Linked DNA regions of Mus musculus: region 2 is linked to region 1. Evidence: chromatin contacts called from public promoter capture Hi-C data. All regions are on one chromosome and are shown on one strand. The core of a region is the stretch at or near the end of the contact, and the rest is flanking DNA. Distances in the headings are between cores, read along the strand shown. Region 1 has its middle 26 kb from the start of Ypel2. Region 2 holds the start of Gdpd1 (glycerophosphodiester phosphodiesterase domain containing 1).

What was found. Promoter capture Hi-C pulls out the DNA fragments that hold promoters and counts their contacts.
Region 2: a contact with region 1 is called in a promoter capture Hi-C map of macrophages, with 10 read pairs. The contact joins the promoter of Gdpd1 here to the enhancer-like site in region 1. A contact is called at or near these places in 7 of 39 promoter capture datasets (the 3T3-L1 cell line, 3T3-L1-derived adipocytes, the HPC-7 cell line and 5 more), 1 of 15 datasets of contacts at CTCF or cohesin (pro-B cells), 28 of 484 Hi-C or Micro-C datasets (8-cell embryo, the AML12 cell line, B cells and 19 more), 11 of 115 datasets of contacts at active chromatin or transcription factors (the SCID.adh cell line, bone marrow-derived dendritic cells, bone marrow-derived macrophages and 4 more) and 4 of 9 other capture datasets (adipose tissue, liver, macrophages and 1 more).

The regions. Positions count from the first base shown.
Region 1 is chr11:87,018,308-87,021,105 of GRCm38.p6, reverse strand. No RefSeq gene overlaps it. Among named protein-coding and RNA genes, the nearest start is that of Ypel2, 26 kb to the right of the region's middle. Within about 2 kb of position 1,430, at least 14 of the 459 cell types and tissues checked have an H3K27ac peak or open chromatin away from gene starts, as enhancers often do. A contact at or near this core is called in 8-cell embryo, bone marrow-derived macrophages, macrophages and 2 more, where this site is marked.
Region 2 is chr11:87,072,669-87,075,804 of GRCm38.p6, reverse strand. It overlaps Gdpd1 (glycerophosphodiester phosphodiesterase domain containing 1), which reads left to right and starts at 1,668. Exons shown (of 10, transcript NM_025638.2): 1 at 1,668-1,969. The coding sequence starts at 1,828.

The DNA.
Region 1 (2,798 bases), core at 181-2,680:
CCCACTTATTCTAATACTTGCAATTAGGAAAAAACAATAGTGAAGAGCTAGGCATGCTGGCACATACCTGAGAGCCCAGTGCCTGGGAGGCTGGGGCAGGAAGATGGGTGTGAGTTTAAGGTCAGCCTGGTTTAGAGAGTGAATTCTGGGCCAGTTATAGCTATATAGCAAGATCCTGAGTCAAAAACAGAAAAAAAAAAAAGAAAAGAAAAAGAAAAAGTTGAAGTATTTAATGAATAACTAAGAACACTCTTGTCATGGCTTTGTTTGGTTTGGGTATTTTCTCGTTACAGAATTAGCAATCTTTGAAAGTGCTTCAAAACAGGTTGGAGAGATGATGGCTGGGTGGCTGAAGAGGGTGTGATTGCTGCTCCTGCTGGGTTTGATTCGCAGCACTGATACAGAGTAGCTCACAACTGTCTGCAACTCCAACTCTAGGAGATCTGACGCCCTCTTCTGGGCTCCAAGGGTAACTGCACTCACAAGTGCACTACACATAATTGAAAAGAAATCTTTTAGAAAGATCCTTCAAGGAGGAATGGGTTTTAATCTACAGGAAGGAGTTGTGGAGATTAGAGATTAAGCAAAGCTGTAAATCCGATCCCACTTCGATTGGCCCAGATCTGCCTGACAGAAAGAAGTTCTGCCTACCCAGGAAGCCAGTGGTAACCCACCACTGAGTAACAACCATACTCCTTCCACACGGTCAGAGAAGAGGCTCAGACGCCAATGGGTTTTATGTTTTTTTGTTTGTTTGTTTGTTTTGAGACAAGGTCCTACCATGCCTCCTGGACTGGCCTCACATTCATGATCCTCCTGCCTCAGCCTCCCCAGTGCTAGGATTAGGAGCATGTGCTACCATGGCAGGTGGCCACAAGGCTCTAATCCTTAGATGAAGCAGAACTACCAAATGTGGCTACTTCAGCCTTCTGAGAGTAGAGACCAAGAACAAACTTGAAGAAAATATGAGGACCACTGGGATGGCTCAGTGGGGCTGCACAAGCCTGACAGCCCATGTTTGATCCCCAGAACCCACATAAAGGTGGAAGGAGAGAAATGACTTCACAAAGTTGTCCTCACACGTGCTGTGGCATGTGCACCCCCCACCCCCCACCCCACACAGGTCAGACACACACATCCACACAAATGATAATTTAATAAGAGTATAACCAATTTTCTCCTAAAGTGTGTGCAGAGAGCTCATTATCATTTAATTTATTCACCAAAGAGTTCCCTGCTTATAACGCATCATTCTCTAGGGACAGCAGTGGGAAATGCGGGCTCAGGCCCTACTCTAAATGACCTTGATGAAGGTTTTAAGCCAACCGTGTGCAGTTTGTGTAAACTAAGAGAGTGTGCTGTTGAGCCCAGCTGTAAGTGCCTCCTCTTTCGCTGAGTGCACTTGGAGACAACAGTGTAAAAGCAGAAGACACAACTGCTGACCCTGGCTGATTCTGTTCCTGCGGGCAAAGTGATCATTTCCTCTCTCGCCTCTCAAGAATGAGTGCCCAGCGCTGCAGGTAACAGCCACCCCTACACAGCAATCGCCCCGTCTGCTTCTGCTTTCCCATTGGCAGGCTAGGCCCTTATATTTTGGAAATAGGAGTTTGTTCTTTTGCTATTTGTTCCTTTATTTTTAAAGACAGGGTTTATCTTTGTGTAGCCCTGGCTGTCCTGGAACTCTTTCTTGAACACAGAAATCCACCTGCTTCGGCCTCTCAAGTGCTGGGATTAAAGGTGTGCACCACTACCCAGTTTAGCTATTTCTCTTCTCTTCTCTTATCTCATTTATTTATAGATAGACCTCTTGTAGCCTCGGGCCTTAGGCAGGGCAGGCAAGTTCTCTATCACTGAGTTATATCTACAACCCTTGATACTTCTACTTTTCAAAAGAAGACATATTATTTGTGTGTGTGTGTGTGTGTGTGTGTGTGTGTGTGTGTGTGTGCTTGAGGAGCCCAGAAGGCGGCACCAAATCCTAGGATCTGGATTTGCAGGTGGCTGAGAACAACCAGTATGTGTGCTGGGAACTGAACCTCTGGGCCTCTGGAAAAGTAGAAAGTGGTCTTAACCACTGAGCCATCTCTCCAGCCCCGAGACCAGGTCCTGATAGACAGGGTCTTAATATCTAGTCACTTGACTTTGTGCTTAGGCGCTTCCTGCCTCTCACAGTTGTGAGCCACCACGGCCAGTGTAGAGTGCTTTTTGTTTATTTTTATTGCAAAGAACATCATGTCTCAAGTCATGTGGTGGTGTCACATGTCTTTAGTCCCAACACTCAGGTGGCAGGGACAGGCGGATCTCTGAGTTGGAGGCCTGGTCTACAAAGCAAGTTCTAAGACAACCAGGGCTGTTACATAGAGAAACCCTGTCTCAAAAAATAAAAACCAACCAACCAAACAAACAAACAAAGTGTTTCACTGGAACTGCCTCTGTAGATCAGGCTGGCTTTGAACTCTCAGAAAGCCACCTGATTTTTGCCTCCTGAGAGCTGAACTAAAGGCATGAACCACCATTAAAAATTAATGCTGGCTTTGCTAGGTGTTATATAGGAAGCTGAATCAAACATAGCAGAGAATTCTCTAAGTAAAACATCTGTGTTGTACATACTCAGTTTTAATCTTGAACTCTTTGTTAACGAGGGCATTCTTCTAAGCATTCACAGGTGATTTGTCCTTGCATGGAAGACTAGGAGAGTGGGGGAGCCCCCCACTTCTGTTTCTTGTTAGAGCCATTTCTGAGCCTCTCTAAGCATTGCAGGTAGCTTTGAGCTTTCTGCAGCGAAGGCTTTAGCTCTC
Region 2 (3,136 bases), core at 419-2,918, 54 kb before region 1:
TTTGAAAACAGTAACTAGCTTGAATTCATTCTGTAACCCAGGCAGACCTAGATTTTACAATCCTACTGCCTCAACCTCCAGAGTTGCTGGGATTACAGACCTGTACCCTCAGGCCTGACTTAAATGTTCTTTAATTAAATACCTATTCTATGAAATAATTTGCTAAATCTCACCAATCTATAGTAACTTTCCCCAGCATATGACAATCACCAATTGTGATTATGCTATCAATTAGATAAGTGCAAAATAAGTTGAGACCCAATGTAGTGTATTGTAATTGATCCTATTTTCCCAGATACATTTAAAATAGTGTCCTGACAGGATTAGATATTTTAGTCCCAATGTTTGTGAAATAGAGTGTTTACCACCTTTCCAAAAGCTGCCACTTGACCCAGCAAGATGGCTTAGTGGGAAAAGGAGCTGCCACCTTAGGTCTCCTTAGGTTGTCCTCTGCCTTTACACGTGCACACACATACACTACACAGGAAATAAGTAAATGCATAAAAAATAAATAAACGAGATAGGATCGGGTGCAGCAACCCTTGCCTGCAGTTCCAGCTAATGAGCTGGATGAAACCAAAAGACTGCTTCACCCTTAGGAGTTTGAAGCCAGCCGGAGCTCAATACTGTGAGTCTGCCTGTTGTTGCAATTGTCCTGGGACTCAAACCCCTGGCCTTAAGGGAAGGCAGACGCAAGTGGATCTCTAGCCCTATTGTCATAGCGAGTTCCAGATCAGCCTCGGTACATAGTGAGACCCAGTCTCTAAGGGGGGGGGGGGCCGGGGGGGAGGAGACAGGAAGGGAGGGAGAGAGAACGGAGAGAGGAAGGGAGAGAGGAGAAAAGGGAAAGAAAAGAATCCCAATACTTAGAAGGCAGAGGCAAACTGGTCTCTGTGAATCAAGAGGCCAGCACACAGTCAACACAGTGAGACACCCTGTCTCAATAAACAAATCCAAACCTTGAATGTGCTTGGAAAGTGCTTTACAACTGAGCCACAGCCACAGCCTTTGTGGCTAATTACTTTGCATAAAATACGATCCACAGCTGGGCTTGCCTACCATCCCAACACTCTGGAGGCTGAGGTAGAAGAACCTGAAGTCGAAGACTCTATCCTCTGGTATATAGTGAATTCAAGCCCGGACTGGGCTAAGTAGATCCTATCTCACAAAACCAAGACCCTGCCCCCATAAAACGTGGTTCCTACTGTATTTCTAGTTTGTAAGGTAGGAGATGAAAAAGAAAAATGGAAAAGTTAGTTGCCAGTCTTTATAGGAAAGGACTTAGTGGTCAGTTTCTTTATTCATGTTTATTTTGTACTGGGGCTTGAATCCCGTACGATCTAACCAACTAGGCTACGAGTTCGAGGTATCAGTAACAATTCTTCGCTTTTCCCACAGAAAGGACTAGGACCTGGCCTGGAATCCTCCTTTGATGCACATTTCCCAGTTACGTCAGATTTTCCCCGAAGGCTATCCTGGCTTGAGAGCGTTTTCGGCTTAGGGACTGCCCAAACAAATCCAAACAAATAAAACCACTGGCAAGTTTCCAACCTCTTGCCTCGGGGTCTTCTTCGAAGCACCTGCGCGTGGGACCACAGCTGCCAGACGCCCAACGCTCCGCGCCGTAGCGCGCCTGCGTATCTGAGCCCCTTTGTTGCTCGGGCGCTGGGGTCGGGCTGCGCCTGCGTGCTGAGTCCGCACGAACAAGTGCGCTACGCCGAGGGCACCGGCTGAGGGCGAGCAGACCTCGAGCAGCTGCCGGCGCTGCGGCCGTTGCTACCATCACAGCACAGTCGGGGTCTCAGGCCCAGAAGGCGGTGACCGAGGATGTCGTCCACCGCGGCTTTTTGCCTTCTCTCTACTCTGGGGGGATATTTGGTCACCTCGTTCTTGTTGCTTAAATACCCAGCGTTGCTGCACCAGAGAAAGAAACAGCGATTCCTCAGTAGGCACATCTCTCACCGCGGAGGTGAGAGGGGTCCCCAGAACCCGATGGCGGGGATGGGGGAGGCTTCCTAGCAGGAGGTAGAGGATGGGGATTCTGGAGAGGCTGACGAAGAATGGGCTCCTGGAACTGGAGGGCTTCCTCAGATGAGTGGTCCGGAGGGGAGGGAAGGAAAGGGGTCTCGTGTCCCAGTCCTGGTGGGCGTCTCTGGGGAGCTAGGGTGACAGGGCTTCTGTGAGGAGGAGAAGCGCAGGATGAGAGACAGAAGTGGGGCGTTCCTCGGCCGATGGAGGGATGATCGGGAGGTCCCTTCTTGGCAGCCTGGCACAAAGCCGGTGCAGATCCAGGAGACACCCGCAGGGGGAAGTAGGAACGGACAGACTGCTTGGAATAGGCTGGTGGCTGAGTCCGTGGGGAAGAGCTTGGGCTCCGGCAGAGCTGAGGATCTGCGAGTACCTGGAGCGAGAGCTGAGGAGTCTGCGATGCCACGCTCCACGCGTTTGTAATTGAGCTCTGGAGAGAAATGTCTCCAAACCAGGGACATTTTCCAAGGTCACAGAGTGTGGACTGAAGTGGCACAAGCAACTTGGAGAGTTCTGGTTCTAAGGATTCCAAAACCTAGCACCTGGGTTGTTGTTTTACTTTGATTTTTGAACATTACCCCAGCAATGGTTGGTGGGCTTCTAAAAGACTAAAATATTTAGCTTATGATCAGTCAGTATTTTTTTAAAGATGTTTCTCTTGCAAAAGTATATTGCTTTTATACAATATCAAGTATATAAGGGTTGAAGCGAGTCCGCTCCGCCTTCTAATTTACTATAACAGGCCACATCTTTGCTTCTTCACTGCTGTTCAATAATGTGGCTTCAGGACATTTCAATTTTTTTTTTTTTATAAGTAATAGTTTTAATTTTTTTTTTAAAGATTTATTTATTTATTATATGTAAGTACACTGTAGCTGTCTTCAGACACTCCAGAAGAGGGAATCAGATCTCTTTACAGATGGTTGTGAGCCACCATGTGGTTGCTGGGATTTGAACTCTGGACCTTCGGAAGAGCAGTCGGGTGCTCTTACCCACTGAGCCATCTCACCAGCCCAGGACATTTCAATCTTAAGGTATAAATTATGAAAATTTTCGGTCACTTTAAACTTTTCTTTAGGGTGAATATAGCACCGGGTTAAAATTGCCT